Linked DNA regions of Mus musculus: regions 1 and 3 are each linked to region 2. A link is a contact called in public promoter capture Hi-C data. All regions are on one chromosome and are shown on one strand. The core of a region is the stretch at or near the end of the contact, and the rest is flanking DNA. Distances in the headings are between cores, read along the strand shown.

Region 1 (2,700 bases), core at 173-2,672, 4.0 Mb after region 2:
GTGGCTGTCAGAGGACAACTTTATGGAGTTGGTTCTCTCCTTCCACGAGTTCCAGGGACTCAACTCAGCTTGCCTGACTTTCCTGGTACATGCTTTTACCTACTGAGCCATCTTGCTGGCCCCAATAAACCTAGTTTGAAGTGAAGTTAGTTGTTCTGAGAATCTATGCAGTATTCCTTTGCTGGAACCACCAGAATAAAGAATGGGAGAGCGAGTTGTTTAAACATCAAAAATGTACGTTCTCTTGACTGTGTTGTGTGTTTTGTAGTCAGGGTCTTACTATGTAGCCCAGGCTAGCCTGGAACTCACTATGTAGCCCAGCTTTCCCATAGATTTGCAGGAATCCTCTTGCCTCAGTTTCACAGGTGCTAGGATTATAGGCATGAGTACCAGGCCCACCTACTATTTTGCTCAGTTTTGAAGATTCCAAGTCTAAAGTCAAGGTAGAGACAAATCTGGCTTCTTCTGAGGTCTTCATGGCTTGCAGATGATTACGGGCTCAGGAACTGGTTGTTCTTTTTTATGCCTCATTATGCCTAGGTACTAATTGCTTTTGTTTTGGTTTTGGTTTTGAGTTAGGGTCTCACTCTGTAGCCTTGGCTGGCCTGTAACTCATAGTTTACTTTCCTCTGCCTCCACAGTACTGGGATTAAAGGCCTATGTTACCATGCTAACGTCAAGTCTTGGCATCAAGTCTTAAGGATCTCATTTCAATATAGGCTCTTTAATGATCTTATATCCAAACAGAGTAATATACATACAGGTTAGAACTTCAGCATGAATATTGGGAGATTTGGACCCTAACATCGACTTTCTTCCATTCCTTTTATCCTATGTCTGCTGAGCAACCTACCATGTGCAGGCATTCTGTTGAGCATTATAAACAGACTTAGCTACAGTGAGTTAGGGACAAGATTTATTTTTAAGTATCATGCAAATATTCTATTAAAGTTTGGAAGAGGATGGCAGAAGTGCCTTCTCTCCTTCCCCCTTAGATTTCCAGCTTGGTTGGGCTGGTGAAAGGGCCCCATTAAAACTCAACTCTGAGGTTAGTGAGTCAGCACCTTGTCAAGCCTGGGGCTCACTTGGCTAGGAAGCCGAGATGATGCCCAAGCCAGCAGCCTGCACCACCTCAATTTCCCCTCCTCTCCTCCAAGCCTCCACTGTGACGCAGGGCCCGGGCCCCTCCCGCCCGGGCCCCTCCCGCCCCCTTCCGGACGCCGGAGGCCCCACTCCACCTACTGCGTGCCCACTGGCAGCAGTGAACGCCTCCCTGGCAGGCTTCTCCCTAGGCTCCCACCCTAGGACTGCCCCTTGGCCACGCCTGCGCCTTAGAGTCGCGGGAGGCTGGGCTCCGCGGGCGGGCGGGCGGGCGGGCGGGCGGGCGGGGGGGGGGAGGAGGGCGGGGAGGAGGAGGAGGGCGGGGAGAAGCCCCGCCCGCTGCCGCGACGCCATTTGCCACTGCCGAGCGTGGGCACGGGAGGCTCTCGCAAGCACGGGTGACCAGCCTCTCCTGAGCACGCTTCCCGACCTCCCGCACGGTCTTCGTGGCGCGCACTTCTCGGCGTTGCCCGTCGGAGTCACCGCAGTTCCTGCCGCCAGCCTGAGTGCGGTCCCACACGCTGCCAGCCAGTCTTTGCGGCCATGCCCAAGAATAAAGGTAAGGACGCCGCCGCCGGGACCGGGGCTCTGCTCCCCGCCGGCTCCCTGGCGCTGCTCTCGGCCTCGAGGTCAGCCCAGGCCTCAGTGACCTTCCTGCCATCTTTTCTTGCCTCTCCTCGGGCTGCATTCTCTGCGTCCTACTTGGAGCTGGGCAGAAGCGCAGGGAAGTTACTCCTGGCTCCCAGTTTGGCCACATTGGGGTGGAGCCGACGCCATTTTTTTTTGTAGGGCCTCCTGTGTGAGAATATGGGCTCGTGCCCCCGATTCGCGCCACATTGACCGCGGCGCCCGGGGGACTCATGGGAACACCTGCCTCGGACTTCTTGGGCTCCCAACACCTGGGGAGTTAAGCCCTGGGAGCCAATCTGAACTTTGAAAAAGGGTGATGCCTCGCTTGCTTTCGTGCCCATCTGGCACCTCCTCCCTAGGATTTTTTATGGACACTTAGTTGGTACTGGTGAGGCCGCACCCGTGTAGCCAGTGGCCAGTACTTTGATGCATTCGCAAATTTCATCCCTAGAGAATCACTTTGCTCCATAGTTTTACCGGGGCTTAACTTTTTCCACAGAGCCCTTGACCCACATTGAGCCAACTTTTCCACGTTTGCTTCTGATCGTGTATATATTTTGATAAATAAAAAAATGATTACAAATTCTAAGCAGAAGTGCAGCGTTCCTAAGATCATTCTCATTTTTATATATTTACAGTATTTTGTGGTGTTTTTTTTTTTATGGGATCAAATCTATCTTTACCAGCACTCTACCGCTTTGCTTTGCTCTGTCTGTCTCCAGGCTGCCCCGGAACCCTAAACTAACATTGAACTTGGGATTCGCTCGCCTCAGCTTCCCGAGTAGCTGGCATTACAGGCTTGCTATATTCGTTGTCCTCGTAATTTCTCAAAAATATAAAGTACAAAGTAGTGGAAAGCTTTTATTTCCCACAGGAGAGGAACACATTACACAGGATGAACTTGGGTGGGGGGAGGGGCGCACACCTTTACTCCCAGCACTAGGAAGGCAGAGGCAGGTGGATTGCTGA
Region 2 (2,889 bases), core at 61-2,560:
TTGTCAGATCTGTCCAGTCCCCATGTCCAAAAAATTGACCCCAAAATGTTAAGTATAACTATTGTTTCACTGAATACTAGCACAGAATGTGCCACAACCACCAAAACTCAAACACACACTCACAGAATGCCAAATAATCCCTAGGAAAAGTGGGTTAGGGAAAAGCAAATAATATATGGTCTGTGTCTGTGTCCCCTGATCACTTTTTTGGCAATCTTAATATCCAGATGCAGCAGGCCTCAATTTTCTCACTATCTTCTTAGTCTGACGTGTCTTTTTCTGAGAGTGGCCACTAGCTTCAAACACTAGACAGAAAGACAAATAATGAAAAGCCCAATTGGCAGTACACAAGATTTACCACCAACCCAACTGTGCCTCTTCCGCCTCTTCCCCAGTTTCCCTCCAAAATACTCCATAAGACTTGTTTTTTTTTTTTTAAATAAACATCTATTAACTCTACAAAGTTTGGGGAGATGACTCTCAATAACAATCTTTATAAGCTAAGAGAAAAAAAGTTTGACCTCCTGACCATTTTGTTTAACCACTTTTCTGTTTAACCAAACTTTCTGTGAATCATTATTCAACTTATCAATGTACTTTCTTCCCTGGAAAAAAGAGATAGGACGGCTGCAGGCACTTTCGAATATGTAAGGAAGTATTTTAGTTTGCACAACATCCTCCACGACTGTAAGCCCGGGTCTAGAAACACCCCCATCTGCGGCTTTGGGGGTAACCGCTACCTCTCCCGAAATCTGTTCAGAGAAACCCATTTCTTTCTTCACACCAGGAACCCACCTCCAACCTCACACCCACAAAGGCATGGGGTGGACCGAGAACTCCCAGGCAGCCTTGGGGGGGGGGTGCGGCCCAACTCCAGCCCCACCCTTTTGTAGCATCCACAATTAGGGTCTAAGATTCCTCGAGTTCTACCTCCTCCACCCAAACTCGCAAGGCACCACCTACTCTTGGCTTTGCTTAGATGCAGGGAGTGATCCGCGACTGAAACCCGGGACGCCTCCCCGGGGTACACTTGTCCACCAGCGTAGAAGTGGCACTCATTTTCGCGGGTCCGGAACCGTTCATCACTCTCCAAGCCTTGCAGAGATTCGGTCCGCAACAGGAACAGCAGCAGCGGCGGCAGGAGCAACACCAGCTTTCGGGTCCAGCGACGGGACGCCGTGGTCCCGTCCAGCAGCTTGGACCGCGCCTCCATGACCAAGCAAGCGCGAAAACACGTCCCTCTGCTAAAGCACAGAGTCCCCTGCCGCCAGGCAGCCAGCTAAAACGGCGCGCTGGAGACCGCGCGACCAAGGGCGCGGCCTCGCGAGACTTGCTCCGCCCCACTCCGCCCCTCCGCCACGTGGGCGCAAGCTCCGCCCCCCCCAGTGGGCTTCTGCGCCTGCGTCAAAAGGAGAGCCAAGCTGAAGTGTTTTCCCAATTTAACAAAAGAAGTTTGCACGGGTGCCTAGTGACTGATCTCCAGAGCACTGACTGTCCCTGTCCTTGAAGGTGTACTTCCAAGTCCATCTCTGTAACAGAGCTTCCCTACCCCTCACATCATCCCCTCACAAGTTCACACTAACCTATGTGCCTGTGAAGGACTTAAAATGTAGACTTTTCGTGGTTATTTTGAGACAGGGTTTCTCTGTGTAGCCCTGGCTGCCCTGGAACTTGCTCTGTAGACCAAGCAGAGATCTACTTATCCCTGCCTCCCTGAGTGCTGGGGATTAAAGGCGTGTGCCACCACAATTTATACTTCTAATTAAGGTCACTTTCATGCATCTCATTTTGTTTTTGTTTTTGACAGATCATACTTGTATGCACTTACAGGGCACCATCTGAATGAATATAACATGGAATGTAGTCACCAACTCATTTACCTTTTTATGGGGAAACACCCAAAACAGTTATTTTGAAATATACTGGTTGACTATATTTGGCCTGTTGATTACTCTAGGTTTAGGAGGCTGGGGGCAGGGGGTGGGTGGGTTAGGCCATGGACACTACAAAATTGCTGAACTTAACAGACATGTATGTGTCCCCTGAACCTCCGGAGTGATTTGCCTGTACAGTGCCAGGACTCATCTTTTCAGCTCTTTTCAGTCCCAGAAAAACTTGAGAGCAAATAGCTAACCATTTATTTTCCTCCAACAGGCAAAAAGAAGTTTGGGGGAATTAATTTTGCTTCAAAGATTTGCTTTTCCAGTCAAGAGCTGTAAAGTTCGTAGTCACCCCTCATAGCACAGCATAACTACCCATTACCCATCGAGCCCTCTTCCTCTGCTGCCTTGCCTCTCCTACCTATGATACACTAGGGCATGCCCAGCCGCCCTTGAGTTATTGCCCCAGCGCCTAGGGGCTCAGTCCCACTTTAGCTTGTCAGACTGAATTGTGACGTCACCTGTCTGCTCCCTCAGCCCTAGTGCTGCCTTCATGAACTCCAAACCATAACTGATTTACACCCTGTTCATCCTGTTTTGAAAAATTACTATTTAAATTTTTTTTGTCTATATGTCTGTTCACTGCTTGTGTGCCTGCTATTCATAAAAGCCAGGGGAGGACATTGAAAGATCCCCTGGAACAGAAGTTACAGACAATTGAGAGCTGCCACGAGGGTGCTGGAAATCAAACCTTTGTCCTCTGGAAGAGCGTCCAGTGCTCTTAACTTCTGAGTCATCTTTCGAGCTCCCTAATCCCATCTTGAATATAAAACCTCTGACTATGGACCGTTATTATGTCTGCTCTCCCTTCCTCTACACGTTCGATCCGTTAATCCCTTCAAACCATACTTTCCCAAAGCTTAATTGACATATACTTTATGACTATTAGAACAATATTCTTTTCCTTACAGCGATCTATTACTAAACTCCGTGACTTCTCTCTCTAGAC
Region 3 (2,700 bases), core at 78-2,577, 3.5 Mb before region 2:
TACTGCTGTTTGAGCATATTTTCATTTTTCTAATTACAAAAGTCAGTAGTTAAATATGAACAGTCTTGTATATAAGCAATAAACATTTTGAAATTTTAATACCAACCCCCCCACTCTAAATTTCAAGAAAAATAAAAATATCTGGAAGTAAACTATAAAACTTTCAGGAATACAATGGAAGAACGTTTGCATAAATGGAGAAGGAATATCAGGCTTCTGCATAGGAAGCCTCTATTCTGTAACGATATTCATTTTTCTATATTGATTCAAGCAGTTGATGCAATTCCAATAAATATACTAAGTTTTTGGAACTTGACGATTCTAAAGTTTATGAGGGGGGGATGGCTAAGAATAACCAAGAAAATGTTTTTAAAGATGGGGGTGCTTGTACAATTAAACTGTACTCTGAAGGAAGCATGTTTAAATTAGAATAGACAGAACAATGGATTAGAATGGAAAAGCTCACAAACGGGCCAGACTGGATCCCGATTTATTGGAGAAACATTGTTGGTTAGACATGCAAAAACTGCCATATTAAAATCTCCAAGCGCCTTTCTCCCCACCCCAAGCTTGAATTTGCTTTTGAGGGCAGACGCCTTTGTTTGGAGAAAACCACTTTATTGGGTCTTTTTTGTTATAAGGTAAGGAAAGCCTCAATATTTAAAACTGGTGACTCCGGAGGTAGAACTAATGATATGAGCTTTTAGTGAAAAGATGGATTCAGGTTAGCCTGCAGTGCGGCGAAGGAAGAAGTATGGATATTAGAGGTCTTTAGATTTTTCCCCCCATGTTTTGAGCACAAAAACTGGTGTGTCATTGTTTCCATTTGCATTTGTGTGTTTATTGTAAATTGAACATCTTTTATGCGTTAGTTAAGACTAGCACGTTATTCCTCGAGGCAGGTAACAATGGGAACCCATTCTTTTCGCTTTCGGAATGGAGTTTGGCTAATTGGTACAGCCCTGCTGGAAGCGTGAGAATAAACAGGTTGACTTTTTAAGCACTAGGCAGGCTCCAGACACCTAAATCGGGGGCGGAGGTAGTTTTCAAGACATGGCCGAGATTTGGCGCTGAGCTGTGTCATCGCGAGGTTTGGTAGCAAGCTCCGCAGTGGGTCGGAAACCTCGTGGTAAGCGAGATCCCTAAAGGACGAGAGCTTCCTCCCTTTCCCCGAAAAAACTCCCAGTCATTTTCACGAAGCTCCGCCTTTCTCCTTTTTAGGAGCGTGCACCTGGTCTCGCGAGATCTCATGTTTCCTAAAGGCGAGGCGCGGGCGGTCTCCTGCGGTGAATTACGAAGGTCTCGGCGAGGCTGAACGTAATATCGCGATAGTTCCTACGGCGCATGCGGGAGCCGGCGGCGGCATGCTGGCTCCGCCCCGTAGTGCTCCGTGAGGTTGTGCGTCATTTGCTTTTCGCTTCGCGTGGGGTGAGAGCGGAGCGGTGGCGATTTGGGGTTTGGTGGCAAGCGAGGGTTGGGACGGGCTGGGCTCAGTTTTTCCTGGTCCGGTGGAGGTTCTCCTGGGATCACGCGAAGGCGGCGGCCGAGGTTGGCTACTGAGTGCAGGAGCTGCGGAGGCGCGAGCAGCGTCTTCTGGTGCTGCCGTTCTTAGCCGGTGAGTTCTCGCGGGAGCAGGGTTACGTCCTCGTGGGGATTCGCCGGCGGTGGCGGAGATACCTTGGGGGTGGGGGGGCAGTGACTAGGGTCGGGCCGCCTGTTAAGATGGCGGCGGCGGCGGCTGCCTGTCTTGCTCTTACACGGTACCAAGGGGTTAGCTATCCGCGTTTGTGACGCTTCTCAGGTACCAGACGTTAAGGAGATGACGAATGGCGAAACGTCGTGGTGCCGGTAAATCCTTCCTGAGCTGAAGACCATCCTGTTTCTTACCGGTTAAAGCGACACCATTTCCCCCGGCCTCTGCCTCGTGTGGGCCTGCCTTTGCCCCACCAATCGCTCTTCGCCTCTGTTTTCGTCGTCGCAGTGGGCGGGTTGGGAAGTGCGGGAGGGAGTCCATAGTTCATTGGGTAGTGGGCTGGGGATTAGATTAAAAAGTGGGAGAGAGGGACGCACCTAAGATTGTTCTCATAATTATTGCGCGCTTGCTGCTTCTCAGCCCTTGCAGCGACCCATATGAAACCCCTAGTTTTTCTTGATCCGAGGTGGGCTCTGCTTCCCTGCTCCCGCGGCTTTCGGGCTAAGGTTTGAGAGGTCAATCTGTAGAGTCATTAGAGTACCTTCCCTTTCCCAAATTCTGTCTCCCTGTCAAATCGCTCAGCTACGTGAATATCGGGATGCATTATTAAGGGGAGAAGTTAAAAAAAATCCTATCACTCCTCCTCTGTAGTCCTAATTTAGAGCCTAGCCTGAATCATCTACCCTGTCCCATGTCCTTCCGTGGTGCTTTTGGCGCAGATGTTAAAAGAGCTTATCTTATTCCCTGCATTTACTCCATCTTTGTGGATGGATCAGCAGTAACCTTCCATTTTCCTAGGTCCTCTTGCTTGTTTATCCCTGACGCGGGGACAGCGTACTGATTTCTTCAACTTTGAATGTTTTGAGACCATACTTGGGCAGAACAATAAACGGGTCAGTGGTCGGATAATTGCAGTCTTAGTGGTCTCCTTCGTGCCCCCACTAGGTGAAACTTTGCCTTTCCAACCCCTTCCACGCTACAAGCTCTGGGACCCGCCCCCTTTCCCG

The links. Promoter capture Hi-C pulls out the DNA fragments that hold promoters and counts their contacts.
Region 1: a promoter capture Hi-C map of pre-B cells shows a contact between it and region 2. The contact joins the promoter of Eif1ax here to the promoter of Prdx4 in region 2. A contact is called at or near these places in 2 of 39 promoter capture datasets (erythroid cells and pre-B cells).
Region 3: a contact with region 2 is called in a promoter capture Hi-C map of erythroid cells, with 2.8 times the contacts expected there. The contact joins the promoter of Huwe1 here to the promoter of Prdx4 in region 2. A contact is called at or near these places in 2 of 39 promoter capture datasets (cranial neural crest and erythroid cells).

What each region holds. Positions count from the first base shown.
Region 1 is chrX:159,370,756-159,373,455 of GRCm38.p6, forward strand. Eif1ax (eukaryotic translation initiation factor 1A, X-linked) reads left to right here and starts at 1,423. Exons shown (of 7, transcript NM_025437.5): 1 at 1,423-1,660. The coding sequence starts at 1,645.
Region 2 is chrX:155,337,150-155,340,038 of GRCm38.p6, forward strand. It overlaps Prdx4 (peroxiredoxin 4), which reads right to left and starts at 1,311. Exons shown (of 7, transcript NM_016764.5): 1 at 964-1,311. The coding sequence starts at 1,213.
Region 3 is chrX:151,801,955-151,804,654 of GRCm38.p6, forward strand. It overlaps Huwe1 (HECT, UBA and WWE domain containing 1), which reads left to right and starts at 1,328. Exons shown (of 83, transcript NM_021523.4): 1 at 1,328-1,615.